Linked DNA regions of Rattus norvegicus: region 1 is linked to region 2. Evidence: chromatin contacts called from public Hi-C data. All regions are on one chromosome and are shown on one strand. The core of a region is the stretch at or near the end of the contact, and the rest is flanking DNA. Distances in the headings are between cores, read along the strand shown. Region 1 has its middle 16 kb from the start of Akap5. Region 2 holds the start of Mthfd1 (methylenetetrahydrofolate dehydrogenase, cyclohydrolase and formyltetrahydrofolate synthetase 1).

Evidence for each region. Hi-C and Micro-C count contacts between places; a contact is called where the count stands out from the background.
Region 1: a contact with region 2 is called in a Hi-C map of liver, with 3 times the contacts expected there. The contact joins the enhancer-like site here to the promoter of Mthfd1 in region 2. A contact is called at or near these places in 7 of 12 Hi-C or Micro-C datasets (the A7r5 cell line, frontal cortex, kidney and 3 more).

The regions. Positions count from the first base shown.
Region 1 is chr6:100,801,210-100,805,272 of GRCr8, forward strand. No RefSeq gene overlaps it. Among named protein-coding and RNA genes, the nearest start is that of Akap5, 16 kb to the left of the region's middle. Within about 2 kb of position 2,537, at least 1 of the 93 cell types and tissues checked has an H3K27ac peak or open chromatin away from gene starts, as enhancers often do. A contact at or near this core is called in liver, where this site is marked.
Region 2 is chr6:100,711,223-100,714,945 of GRCr8, forward strand. It overlaps Mthfd1 (methylenetetrahydrofolate dehydrogenase, cyclohydrolase and formyltetrahydrofolate synthetase 1), which reads left to right and starts at 2,288. Exons shown (of 28, transcript NM_022508.2): 1 at 2,288-2,635. The coding sequence starts at 2,595.

The sequences.
Region 1 (4,063 bases), core at 1,287-3,786, 90 kb after region 2:
TGTGATGGTGGTGGTGGTATCCACCTGTAATCCTTCCACTCCGAAGGCATGGAGACATGAGGATTGGGAGATAGAGAAAATAAACCCGAAAAATAAATTAATCAGGAACCACTTCCTAAGAGCACTGGAGACTGGAGAGCTGTGGGAGTGAGAGGGTGATGGAGGGCAAGGTTGGCCTGGTAAGAAGAATTTTGAGTTCTCCCTCTCTCTAAGCCTTTGGTGTGCATTAAGGAACTTCCCCTTTGCCTTCATATTTTATCTACCTAGGATTTGGACTCTATACAGCTTTCGTCATAGAAAAATGTAGCAGAGTTGAATTCACAAGTTTCCCTTCTTCAAAGGCCTATAAGGCACACAAAGATCTTCTTCCCTAGACCTTCCTGAAAGTCAAAAGGGCGACAGCCAGAGATGAGAACTACCTGGCTGCTTAGACCTCCTTCCCTGCATGGACTTCTAGTCCCCAGAGAAGGGACAAAGAATAGACAAGAATCCTCCAATTGTACTGCCATTCCTTCAGGTTTCTGGCAGGAGGGGATACCATGGGATGGATCGTTTAAGGGATACTTTATTTCTGTTATTTTGATACAGTGTTACCAAATTGTTTCAGCTGGAAAAGGTTTGTGTAAACATTAGGAGACAATTTATCTGAGAGAAAATGGGTTCATTGCTCAAGAAGTTTCAGCTGTACAGAAACTTAAACACAGTAGCAAGTCCTAGGAGAATACTAGCAATAACAGTGAGAACAGACAGGGTCCGGGCACTGAAAAGGGCAGACTATGAGTTGAGAAATCTATTCAAGTGGGACCTGGGTAAAAGTGGGGAAGAAGGGAATCTAAGAGCATCCCTGTACTTGGTGTTACTATTTTTGAAAGGCAAACAGTAGACAAAGGGAAGGAAAGGCAAGATGCAAGTGAGGCAGCCTGCTCTAGCTTGAGGAAGCTCCAAGTTGATTTCTAATGACTTTGTCAATCTATGCACCCACTGATTATGCGACTTCCTGTACTCTCTTGCTTTCTTCATGTAGCTATTTTGTTGGTTGAGAGGAATGTGTGCCTTTAATCAGTTTAGTCTCAGTGGTGGCTAAGGGTGCTGAGTAGTGCGTTCTTTATCTTCCGAGAACTGGCTGTTATTCCATTAGCCTGGTTAGTGACAGGATTGCCTGTTTGTGTGTTTAGCTTTTTGACTTTATATATTGATAGTAATCCTGTCAGATGCACAGCTAGCTAATGTCTTCTCCCTTCCATGGACTGCCATTTACTATTTTCCTTTGCCAAAGGAGTTCTTCGTCCTCTTTTCTTCCCTCTCTCCTTCCCCCTCCTCTCCCTTTTCTTCTGTTTTCTTCTGGGTCTCTTTATGTAGCCCTGGCTGTCTTGGAATTTACTCCTTAAACCAGGCTGGCCTCGAAACTCATAAATCCTCCTGCCTCTGCTTCCCAAGTGCTGGGATTAAAGGTGTGTGACACTAGGCCTGGGCTGTTTAGGAGCTTTTAAATCTCATGCCTCCCAACCTATCAACTCTTGGTTGTGTTTTCTAGGGGTACCACCATACTAGTATGTACATGAACATCAACATGCCACACAGATACTTCCGCATCCGTGCATATTACAGACTTCACAAGAGCCTAGGTGTCCATCAATTTAAAAACAATGTGGCATGCATACGCAACAAAGTTTCATTTGGTCATAAGAAATGAGTCATTTACTATAAAAAATGGATGTAACTGGAGATTATACTAAGAAAATTAAGAAGGATGCAGAAAGAAAATGCACGCTTTTGTTCACTCCTACCTCATGCATATATACATATGATAAAGGAAAGAAGGGAGAGCTGGGCGTGCTGGCACATGCCTTTAATGTCAGCATGTAGGAGGCAGGGGTATAAAGATCTTGGTGAGTTTGAAATCAGCCTGGTCCACATAGTTCCAGAATAGCCAGAGCAACGTAACTGAGAGACCCTGTCTCAAAAACAAACAAAACCAAAAGCTAAAACAACAAAGAATTAAGAGGGAGACTGGGGGAGCCATGTGAGGGAGGGAAGGGACTAAGGAAGTGGGAGGGGCTGGCTATGGTTAAAGCACAGGACGAACTTGAAATTGACTTTCTGAAACCCAACACTGAGTGCAGTGAATATACATCAATAAAAGAATGGGGGGGGGGGGGGACACCAAGCAATGTATGATTTTTTTTTTTTTTTTTTTGGTTCTTTTTTTCGGAGCTGGGGACCGAACCCAGGGCCTTGCGCTTCCTAGGCAAGCACTCTACCACTGAGCTAAATCCCCAACCCCAATGTATGATTTTCTTAAATGTCTCCATTTAGCTCTTGTCCAGGGAAAACATTAACTGAGTCTGATATTTGATTAGGAGGGTCAATGTCATTGGAGTAAAATCCCATGACCTTATCTTAATGACTTTGCAAAAATCCTCAGACTTGTTCAATAGTACAACCATAAGTGTGCTGTTCTCTCTGATGCACTTCTCCTAAGTCAGATGCACAGAGGGGAGGTCAAGACGCTGTTACCTAACACTGAACTGACTGCAAGGTAAGGAAAATCCAATGGCAGCTCATCAAATACAAAAGGAGCTGAAGAGAAAGGTCATAACAGGATAGAACACACATTCTTATGGTGCACTGGCGCCCTCTTTTGGCCAGATTAAAATGCACACAAATAATAAACTACGATCATATTTTTCTTTTACCACACTTCAGAGATACAATTGATTCAATATTATTAATAGATTTAAAGTTGTCTTGACCTGAAAATGGTAGCACGCATCTATTATCCCATAACTTGGGAGGCTGAGGTAAAAAGAGTGAGTTTGGGGCTGGCGAGATGGCTCAGCAGTTAAGAGCACTGACTGCTCTTCCAGAGGTCCTGAGTTCAATTCCCAGCAAACACACGGCAGCTCAATCATCTGTAATGGGATCTGGTGCCTCTTCTGGTGTGTCTGAAGACAGCTACAGTGTACACACATACATAAAATAAATAAACCTTTAAAAAGAAAAAAAGAGACAAAAAAAAGTGAGTTTGAGGCTAGCCTGAGCTGTTTTTAAAGGATGTTAAATTTTAAGTGGTCTGTTGATGAACAGATCTGACTTTATTTGTGTCTGTACTTGTTAGTGTGCACATGGGTCTTTCCTCCAGTTCTCCATCTTTACACTTTGAGACAAGGTTTCTCACTGACTCAGTGAACTTCAGGAATCCACCTGTTTTCACCACACACACTGTGGTTTCAGGCATGTGCAACAGCACCTGCTTTATGTGGGCCCTGATGCTTGTGTAAGTGGCATGTTACCTACCAAGCCATTTCTGCAGCTCTGACTTCAAATAATCCAATTTAAGATTTCTAAATGGATAATATCGATAGGACTTTGGACAAAGACATCATAGACTCCATTAGATCAATATTAACTCCCAACTGACTAGATAGAAATCCCAAAGCACTATCACAAGATTTAAAGGGTTTTTGACCAGACTACAACCTCAACTCTACCGACACCTTGAGCGGGCCGCTGGGTGGGATAAGATGGGAGATACTTTTATTGTGGCATGCTTACCAACCTCTATGGTCCCCACTCACTAGATGCCAGTAGCAACTTTATCATGCCCTCCTCCCAGGCAGAATTTCCCCAAATATCTCCACATTATCGATTACCCACATGGTGAAGATAGTTTTTACTGTCAAATTTGTGTTGACTGAGTTATGGGATGTAATTTTATGTATACATTATCTTGCAGGATGAAACTCAAGGCCTTGCGTGTGCCAAGCAAGCAGTCTGAGCTCCATTCCCATCCCCCAATCATGAAGGTGCTTTTTGAGACAAGGTCTTCTTGCTCAGACTGGTTTTGATGATCTTCCCACTTCAGTTAACTCACTGAAACTCAGTATGTTAGGCATCACGTCTGGCTTTGGTGGTCATTATTTGGAGATCAAGTAGCATTAGTAGAGTGGGTAAAAGAGACTGCTTTCATTTAGTCAGCTGAAGGCCTGAACAGAAAGCTTTCTCCTGCCTGAGAGAGTCATTTTTCCTAACTTTGGGGAAAAAAGCACGCATCCGATCTCTC
Region 2 (3,723 bases), core at 1,038-3,537:
CTTATTCTAGGAACTAACATTTTGTTTATAGACTCCATTTATTTTATTGGGAAAAACTAAATTCAAGATACCAGACCCTAAGGCAGCTGGGGACTTCCCTATAGCTGAACAGCTTCTGTTGTAAACAGTTGTCTCAATTCAGACATCTCAGGGACACCTTGTAAGGAGACAGCTGTCTGAGTCAAGCCATCTCAAGGACAACTTCTCCATCTTGTTGGCAAGTCAAGGACAAATTCTCCAAGGACCTTGTTGGCAGATCAAACAAGTTCATGTCCCAGGATTAGGAATGAACTCCTATCCCACTTCTCCAAATGTTTTCCTAATTGTATGTTAACGGATAAAGAATATAACAATTGCTGTTATCTAAACCAAGGTGCATAAGTTGTAAAAATACATAATCAATTGCCTGTTATGCCCTAATTAACTACATGTAGCTGACCTGCTTTGTCCCCTTATCACTCTGAGCTCCACACCCAGTGTCTAGGAGAATGAATTAAGGACCTTGAAGCCAGGTGCCATGGATATGGTCCAGTCTCCAACAGATACTCCCTTGCTTAACCCAAAGTGTCAAACAAAATACAATCGGATAACACTGCAGCGCACCCCAGTTCATCCCTCACTTTATGTTCCCAACCTTTTAAAATGTCGTACAATCTCCTTTCTGGGACATGTTTCAGGTCCCGACCTGGCTGCCTCCCTGAGCTTTCAGAGAATAAAGCTTTCATTTTTTTTTCTTTTTTCTTTTTTCTTTTTTTTCCGGAGCTGGGGACCAAACCCAGGGCCTTGTGCTCACTAAACAAGCGCTCTACCGCTGAGCTAAATCCCCAACCCCAAGCTTTCATTTTTAAGCTTCTGTGTCTCAAATAAGTTTTCTATGCTTCTACCACAAACCCAACAGTAAGAATCCAGTCCAGTAACAGCAGCAGAAAAAGCAAAGCCAATTTCTTTGCCTTCCTCTACCACCAGGCTCCCAAGGACATGGCGAAACTCATTTCTGTACAGGGTGAATGGGGAGGGGTGTCAGCCTTGCTGGCATCTAATTATTACCGGAGTGGTCTCTGCTTCAATACTGATCTGCTGAGAGGAAAGGATCCCTGGCTCTGAGTTCTGCTCCTTCCACACTGATGGAGCCCCATGCTGCTGCTCTGAGACCCCTCTCAGCTGCTGGGCTGAGCCTGCCTATGGGTTTCAACCCAGGGAGGATAACAGGTTCGATTTTAGTTATGGAAGGCTGAGTTATGGTTAAGTCATAACGAACTTGTCTCTATGCCAAGGCTGTGGATTGATCCTCCCTACTGTTACTAGAATTGAGAGTAAGACCCTGGGCTCTGACAATCCAATAAACCAGGTTAGACACCATTCTTTTTTTTTTTCCGGAGCTGGGGACCGAACCCAGGGCCTTGCGCATGCTAGGCAAGCGCTCTACCACTGAGCTAAATCCCCAACCCCTAGACACCATTCTTAATAAGCCCATTAAACAAGTAATGGTAAGAAATAGAAAAAGGAGATTTATTCAATACGGGAATACATTGGGAAGAGGGACAAAGAGAAGTTGTCTTCTGGGTCCAATATAAGGTTAAGGTTTAAGTAGAGAGTTAGAGTTAAACAGAGCTGAACAGTGAAGGTCGAGGTGTGGTCCCGTCCATCACTGTCAAGGCATCAGTCCTGCAAGGTGATCTCTGAAATCTTTTTCTGGGAAGCATCCAATTCCTTGGTGTGCTTTCTCCGCAGATGGTTAACCAGAAGGACACAATTGTCTCATTAAGATATCCTCACTCTTGCTAAGAGGGTTACAGATAGGCAAAGTTATCCCGGGTGCCCCCCACCACACTCTGAAAGCTTGGGGTTATGACAACGTGGAAAGTCGCATCACCCGCTCCAGGTCAGTGCCCGTAATTAGCCTAAGGCCTCCAAGCTCCTGCCTGAAGAAGTCAGGACGAGCCATAAATAAATAAATAAATAAATAAATAAATAAATAAATAAATAAATAAATAAATAAATAAATAAATAAATAAGAGAGAGAGAAGAGAGAGAGAGAGAGAGAGAGAGAGAGAGAGAGAGAGAGAGAGAAAGAAAGAGAGAAAGAAAGAAAGAGAAAGAAAGAAAGGACAAAGCCGCGACACAGGCTCTGCAGGAGACTGTCACTGCAACCTAGGTCAGGGGAACTGGTTCAGACAGGCCCATTCCTGCCGGGGTTCTGCTCAGACTCCGCCTAGACCCCGCCCCACCGCGCCCCCTATACACTATCTTTGATTGGCTAAAAGCGACGCGGGAAGCTCCCAGGTCATCAGAGGCAAGCTCCACACAGGCTCTTTCCACAGCCAGTCACAGCCGCCAACCAGTCTTTGGTGACAGTCTTCTTGCTGCCAGGGCCCACCGGCTCCCTCAGACTCTCCTGCCTCCGCTGTCAGCGGGTCACGACGTCATTCCGGTCGCCTGCGCACCTTCGCTGCTGGGAGCGCGACGCAGGCGCATTGACTGAGTTTCCCCGGGAGATCCCTGAGCACGTGGGTTGTGCTGTCCCGTACGCGCGCGGAGGGACTGGAACCTGAATTTTGCTGGTGTTCTTCGTGGGTAGCAGACTAGCAAGGGCCATGGCACCAGCGGGAATCCTGAACGGGAAAGTGGTCTCCGCGTAAGTACTTGCCACTGCTGATAGTGGTGGTGGGCTTAGAGCTGGGCGTGCGGATCCCCAAGCACCCGGGCTCTGCAGGAGAGGTGCTTAGATGGGCTTTGTGGGAAGAGAGGACATTGACACGGCCCCTAGAATCTGAAGACTGGTTTCCTGAAGCCTGAGAAACATGCCGGCCCAATGTGCAATTGCAATAGACTGCCTGGGGTGGCTGCATTCCTATGTTTTGGCGGCAAGTCCTGACCTGATCTTGCTCTCAAAAGTGTAGCTGCTGGCATCATCCTGCTTAGACATGGGCTGCCTGTGAAGTCCAAACTCAGAAAGCCAGCATAGCCGCTTGTCTTGCAATTTGGTGGTGATTCGATTGTGGCAAGATTTGACCCGGGTTTGTTTGTCTTCTGACACAGGGTCTCTTCACGGAGCCCTGACTGTCCTGGAACTCACTCTGTAGATCATGCTGGCCTTGAACTCATTGAGATCCCCTCCGGTCTCTTCCTCTGGAGTGCTAGGATTAAAGGCGTGCACCACCACACCTGGACTAGAGGATTTCCTCTAATTCAATGAATTCCTTGTTAACACCAAATACTATCTTTTACTTTCTCTTTCTTCCTTCCGGTCCGTGCTTCACTTCTAAGGTATCACACATGCAAGGCAAGCGCTGTACTACAACACCAGCCCTCTCATGCTCTACCCTATAACAGCCCCCTATCTGTCCTGGCACTAAAGTTATTTATTAGTTTGGCTTCTCTGTGCTGACAATTTCATATTCCATTTGACCACCTCTTCTGGCCCTGCAGATTTAAATGCTTAACTAGAGGAAATGTTTGCCAAGCGTCCTCCCAGAGAGTAGTAACACCCTTTTGCTTTTTTGGGAGAGAGTGCTGGGAATTGAGCCGTAAGTGTGCTTAACCTCTGGGCTAGTTCCTTGCTTTTTGTTTAGGGAATGAGTGTTGGGGACTGCTGAGGAGAGAAAGGTGTGAACTGAAGGTTGCTTTTACATTAGGTATCACTGGGTATTTATTAACTGCTGTGGCTAACAGTAATTGTCCAGTAAATACTTGACTTTTTCAGAAGAAGCATTGAGGAGAATG